2 separate regions of the Drosophila melanogaster genome follow, and region 2 is linked to region 1. The links are chromatin contacts, called in public Hi-C maps. All regions are on one chromosome and are shown on one strand. The core of a region is the stretch at or near the end of the contact, and the rest is flanking DNA. Distances in the headings are between cores, read along the strand shown.

Region 1 (3,305 bases), core at 331-2,830:
CAAACGCACTATAAAAACTAGCCAATGGAAAAAATAGTCCAGTAACGCTTATACAATTTGTTTACAAAAACCAGTTATACAATGTATTCCAAAATTTTACATAGTAATTCTATTCCTACCACTTATGTTTTGTATCCCACTGTGCTTGGTTTGCACTCATTCCTCCACCTCTGCCGAGTCACCCACCACCAACACCCCCCAGCGCGCACGCTCTCCCTCATTCTCACATCATGCTCCGTTGGTTGGTATTGCCAGCTACGAAACATGAAACATGCTCACTGCTTTAACGCCGATTGGAACTTTAAAGGGGCATTTCGAACGGCATTTCTCATGGCCCCTTCCCTGCCCAGCAGCATCATAACAGAGAAAATTGTAATCTTAAAAATTTGGACACTCGCTCACTTTATATTACTTTCTTCTCTGAGCGTTGGCTAGAAGTGCCACTCTCCTTCTCCTTCAATTCCAAATTCGACTAACTTCCCTATCGCGGGGTCTCTCCGCTCTTAAGCTGGACTTGATCTGCATACGAGAATGAGACTGGCTATATGTTTTTACCCCGTAGGGTCTCGGTCTCTGAGATGTGTCAAAAGTAACAGGTGATTGGATTGGATTCGAAAGGAGAGAGGAGAGTTAGAGACAGGGGAAAGAGAATGTAGAGCGTAAGAGCGAACCGGCTTTTCTACCATTTGTTATTATTACTTTCACAGGATCTGTTAATATTTCGGAACCGAAGAGAAACCCAGTCCCGATACATGTCTATTTTAATCTAAACCTATCAGATTCTTTTGATTCCTGTGTAACCCTCAGTAGCATTACACTTGTTCCCAGAAAAATGGAATCTGGTATCTTAAAAAGAAAACTGAAAGTAATTTATTCTGAACCCAATACCCTTCTAGATTTTGGTGATCAAACATAATAAATTGTTAGATTAGGGACTCGTTCTACGAAAATCTGCTTATCGATTTAATCATAGCTAATGTTGGAATTTATTTTTAATACAATTGCTCGATACCTTAGCTAGAATAATTCAAAAACGTTCTGAATTGTTTATCCTTCATTTTTAAACTGTAAAATTTGAGCTTATTCAGAGTGGAGTAGTATAAGAAAATGTTGAATATTTTGATACCGGATCCGATAGTTATAGAACCGGAACCTACGGATCCCGTTGACCTTTTTCTTATCGCACTCTGATATTCCAACCGGTCGGACACATGTGTTTTTCATCCGTGAAGTCGGCCCAGAATATTTCCATCATTCAATATTTACCACCTTTTATAGTTTTGTTTACTATCTTGCCGACTTTTTTGTCTTGCCGTCTTGCTCTCCTCTCCATCCTAAAAATACTCTTCCTGCGCTCCATCTGGCAATGCCGCTCGACAACTGTACTTCAAAGAGCGTTGCCAGGCAGGTCACTTCTCTCATAGATACACAGATACAGGCGCGCACGCACACCAGCACGCAAAATAACCACCACCAGCAGTACAGAAATTACACATTTTCTCCCCGAGTAGAGAACTGAAAAACTGGCCGCGCTGGCAGCGCCGGAGCAGCGAAATTCGATCGAAACCATTTACTCAGTCTCAGTTCGAGTTATCCAACGTTGGCGAGCGGACAAACAAGCAGGAGAAAAAAGCGTACGGGCAAGAGAAAGAGAAGGCACAAAATCACCCACAGCCACTGAAATTTTCTTTTGCGCTCCGGTGAGAAGATAATTTCACAAACCAAAACCGAACCAACAAACAAAAAAAGTGCGCTCCGTGAGCGGGAAAACAATAACAAAATCAAGAGACATGCGATTATAAAACGAACAAAATAACTGAGTGACAAAAAAAAATTAAATGCGTGTCTCATGGCTTGACTGTACTGTGTATTAAAAAATGTGATTGTGTCGGCTGTCCGTCTGTCTGAGTTTGTGCGCGTGTGTGTGCTGTTGGCGTTTTTAAATGTGGCGCGCTATTTTTGTGTGATTTTTGTGGGCAGCAACGAATTTTGAAACATCAATTGTATACTAGTTGTCAGTCCCCTTGTGAAAAAGTCTTCTCCAACAACAAAATTCCTGTGAGCAGCCTACACACATGCGTTGTCTCGCTCTCGCGCGCTCTGGCCCCCAAAGAGTGCGAGAGCGGGAGAGTGAGACCGAGAAAGAGAGAGAGAGAGAGAGAGCTAATAACTAACGTCTGTACTCTTTTTCTTTTCCATTTTTCATTTCAGTTTCGAGAAAGCAGCGCGCCAAGCAGCAAGAAGAGGAAGAGCAAAGGGAGTTGGAAAAGCAGTGGCGTCGTGGAGGAGGAGTAGAAAGGGGATTTTTGCGAAAAATCCCAACTTGAAGAGAATTTTCCCCGTAACCGTTAAACATTAAATCGTCGTGTTGGAGACAAATAGCAGCGAATACGCTAGCAACGCTGGGGAGGAACAACAATTGTTGGATTTGGACGCGACCGCTTTGATGTCGCTGCCAATGAATTCGCTGTATTCGCTCACCTGGGGCGATTACGGCACCAGCCTCGTATCGGCAATCCAATTGTTGCGCTGCCATGGCGACCTCGTCGATTGCACGTTGGCCGCCGGCGGGCGGAGTTTTCCCGCCCACAAGATAGTCCTGTGCGCCGCCTCCCCCTTTCTGCTGGACTTGCTAAAGGTAAGTGCTCGGTTCGGAAACACTGCCTAAAACACCTTTCAATAAGAGAGCTTGTACATAACCTCAAACGTTTCGTACAGTTTGTAAACAGAGAAATCCAATCGCAGAAATAGGTTAATGTTTGGAGCGCAGAGAAACTGACACTCGCACGCAAATGCATACATATGTATAAATAACGCAGATTTACGCTCCGCTCCAAAAGTTGTCTAGAGATTTTTGTACAAGTTTTCCACTGTCAATTGAGTTGAATGAGTGGCTCCGCCCCCCGCATTCCCGCCGTCTATCTTGCTTATCAGCTTTTTCTTGTTGCAAAGTTCACCGGAGAACGAGAGAGTGAGACGTAGAGACAGAGCGCAGACAGAGAGGGAGAGAGCGAGAGAACCAGTTGGTTCGGTCGACAGAAAAGTGGTTTTGGGCCCGGTGGTGTAACAGAGAGGGGAGAGCCGAAAGCTGGTGCGCCAACTTTTAAATCGCATGTGTTAGAGCGAGCGCAAACGAGAGCGCCAAAAGCAGCGCGGCAACTGTTGTAGTTGTTGGATGGTTGGAGCTTTCGTCTTGCCTTTTGGTTCTTGCTGTTGTTGGGTGCACACGAGCGCGACCTCTTTCTTCACAGACAGAACTGTACAGTTGGCTCTGGCTAGGGGGAACTTGAAATATTGGGGGGAAT
Region 2 (3,305 bases), core at 460-2,959, 230 kb before region 1:
GGAGAGATGACCGTAAACTAAATACAATACAATTAATATCGTTCGATTGCAAATCAGGCTAATATATGATCATTTTAAGACAGTTTAGAATATTTGTTTGAAATATGTATATATGAAATATTGTATATGTATCCCTTAGGCAATGTCTACTGTATGCGCGGCGATTTCCGGTAAAATTGTAACTTCAAAAATGAGGAAGTCGTTGATAAGAAGCCGCAATCCCAGTTAATCTAATACTTTTTTTCTTTTACTGTAACTGTAAATCAAATATCAATTAATTTTACAGCCGTTTGTGTATGGAGATTTATGGGGCTAACCGCAGCTGAAGAGAGTTACGGATTAGTTAGTTAGATTACCCAACGGAGACCCCATTTAATATAAGGCTTCTTTTGTTGCTCATTTGACGACGATTACTCCAATGGATTCGGCGGTCTTTTATGCGCCAAAATGCTCATTAATGCAAACCGAGCGACTTTTGTTAAACACTTGAGCGGATTATCATGAAGTGTAGTTTCGTTGGTGGATTGTGGGGTGGGGGGTGGGTATGGATCATCGCCAGGCGCGTGCATTTGACATTTCAAACTGTGATAATTCAATTGTGTGAATCGTGAACCTTTAGTGCCCGACCGACTGACTGGCTATATGGATTAGCAGCTGCCCATCTTTACCTCCCTCGCGACCGCCATAAAAACTACTACAAATAATAAACAAAGCAAGTGTAGCGCCTCCGCTCAGTTTAGTGGCTCAGCCAGCGGGATGGGATCATTTTGGATACGTAGAGCTCCTCTGGTAATCTAATTGTAAAAGAGACACACAGGGCGCTGTTTTTTTTTGTATTATTCGCCGGTGTGGTGGTGTCGCCACAGCCACAATTACAGTGCTTTCGGTGGATCAGTTCGGGCCCCCGTTTGTGGTTGATTAACTGTGATTTCGTGTGACTTTTATTGTCGCCTCGTAGCTGCGGGATATCAGCTTTAATACACTTTCGGAGGGTATTCTAGCTATAAGCTCAAGAAGAAGGATATGGACATATACATGTCATTAACATCTATTGATTCATCAGATTTCAATGTTTATTCAGACGGATGTCTTAACTAGTTGATTAATTTTTAAAATATATGATCTTTTTTAAGTTTAATTTTATTTTATTCTGCTATTTTTGAATTTTTCATTTCAATTTGATTGTAATTTTAATAAATCGGATATGATCACTTTTGCACAGGATTTGTAAATTCTCTCATAGTTTTTATAGGGTATTCCAATTTTAGAACTCAAAATTAACCCTTTCTTTCTTGTTACTTTTTTTTAACTCCCCCGCGCCGCACTTAATGTGTATATTTTGAAAAAGAAAAATATGATGGATCACTTCCATATGCAATTTTCGTTAATATTTCGGTGAGGCTTCATCATATAATGCCACGAGTCATAAGTTTTCGTGATTACCATTCCACAGGGTAATATAAATGTACTCAAACTTGCGAATGAACATTGTAAGTTTTATTTATAGCTGCAGAACTTTGTGCTATTGCTTTATTAAATTTAATGTAATTCAAATATTCACTCGCTGCGCTTTAAATATTTGCTTATGATATTTTCACGCAGTTAAAATCCCTGGGAGACTACGTTTTGAACCGTTTCAGCATTATTTTTTTACCCGATAGAGGGAGAACCGTTACCCATTCGCACTGATAACCCGATGCAGACTGAGTCGAGAATTCCATCCGTGGGTCGCTCTTCCGAAAAAGCTTTAATAATATAATACAACAGAAAGGTAAATAAATATGTAAATCTGAAAATTCGTTTTCATTTTTTAGACAATTGTTCGCCTTTGTGTGCGTGTATGTGTGTGGATGTCGGAGGTGAACGACAACCGACAAACAAAAACATAAACAAGTGTTTGTCTCTTTGGATGTGCTCCCAATGCAATACGCATGTCACATTCTCCCTAAGAGAACCAGATATTGAAGAGAATTCGTTGCAGTTGCATTTAGAATGCACTTACTTCTCATATACGCTTCCGATTAAAACCATAGTTCTGACCCATTAAAAAGTTAAAAAACAATAATTCTTTTCCTAACCCAAATTGACAGCATGAAATTAAATTTCCTTACCAATTTACAAAAACTTCAAATAGTATAATATTCTTGACACAATGCAAAAAAACCGGAATCCTTTTCAGTTCTATTTTGTTACCCCAAACTGTAACCTTCTTTGTGTGTTCTATCTTTAGTCAGCCCTGTGCCTCCCCCCTTTTTCTTGTACATATATGGGGCAAGTGTATCAGGACCGCCACATGGGTTCATTGCACCAGGCTACTGAGATAAATTTTAATATGTATTTACTATTTACATATATATAGCACAGTACAAAACTTTAAAACCTAACTAATCGCCCAGCGCCGGCACCTTGAATATCTTGGCCGTGTTGTCCTCGGATACCGTTAGCAATAGATTTTCCTGAGGCTTGTAGACAAACTCGTAGATGTGATAGTAGTGTCCCGTCAGCGTGAATTTCAGAATTCCTGTGCGTGCGTCGAATGCGTTCAGATTTCCCTGCGAGGTGGCCGCAAGTATCGTGTGGTCGTTCAACCATTTGATCCTGGAATAATTAATGCAATTAGTAAGCAACAACCAAATTAAAAGTTAAATCAAAGTTATAATATTTTTTACAGTTTTATGCGGTGCTCACCTTATGACAGCATCATTGGGAACTGGATTTTCGCATATGGTACGCAACGCTGATTTGGCATAGTCCCAGATGGATATCCTGCCGTCCAGCGAGCCACAGGCAAAGAGCTTTAGATCCGCCGAGGAGGGAGCAAAGGCCAGACACTCAATTCCGTGTTCCGACTGGATTGTGCTAACCGGACCGTTGTTAGTGCAGAACAGCATTTTTCCTGAACGAAAATAAATCTATTAGTTGCCGTTTATATGCAATGGAGAACATGATTGCTTTTACTAATAGTTTTGTTATGGAAACTGGTATTATACCGAATTCCTTTACCACTGGAGCACTCACCGGACGCCTCAGCGCAGACGTAGAAGGGCGATTCCCTTTCGCAGGCCACCACCGCGTGCGTGATCTCGCCGAAACCCATTGGATGCGATTCGTTTACGTCAATGAGCACCTGACAGCTCTTGAGATCCCACAGCTTTACGGATCCGTTCACGTAGGCCGTGAACAGCTTTTTGCCATCCCCACTGAGCTCTCCGGACTCGCAACGCGAAGATTGTCCCGGCAGGATTTTGCATTCACCGCTGGGTATGCGGAAAACGAAGACCTCTCCGCTGTCACTACCCGCCAGC

What was found. Hi-C and Micro-C count contacts between places; a contact is called where the count stands out from the background.
Region 2: a contact with region 1 is called in a Hi-C map of the Kc167 cell line, with 1.8 times the contacts expected there. The contact joins the promoter of mnd here to the promoter of CG42507 in region 1. A contact is called at or near these places in 8 of 107 Hi-C or Micro-C datasets (the D17-c3 cell line, the Kc167 cell line, the S2 cell line and 2 more) and 2 of 6 datasets of contacts at active chromatin or transcription factors (both in the Kc167 cell line).

The regions. Positions count from the first base shown.
Region 1 is chr3L:14,756,237-14,759,541 of dm6, reverse strand. CG42507 reads left to right here and starts at 1,580. Exons shown (of 7, transcript NM_001169973.2): 1 at 1,580-1,700; 2 at 2,212-2,638. Trl (Trithorax-like) reads left to right here. Exons shown (of 7, transcript NM_206360.1): 3 at 2,212-2,638. The coding sequence starts at 2,447.
Region 2 is chr3L:14,983,504-14,986,808 of dm6, reverse strand. It overlaps mnd (minidiscs), which reads right to left and starts at 1,709. Exons shown (of 5, transcript NM_168601.3): 1 at 1,655-1,709. CG5114 reads right to left here. Exons shown (of 3, transcript NM_140474.4): 1 at 3,019-3,305; 2 at 2,689-2,896; 3 at 2,323-2,598. The coding sequence ends at 2,385.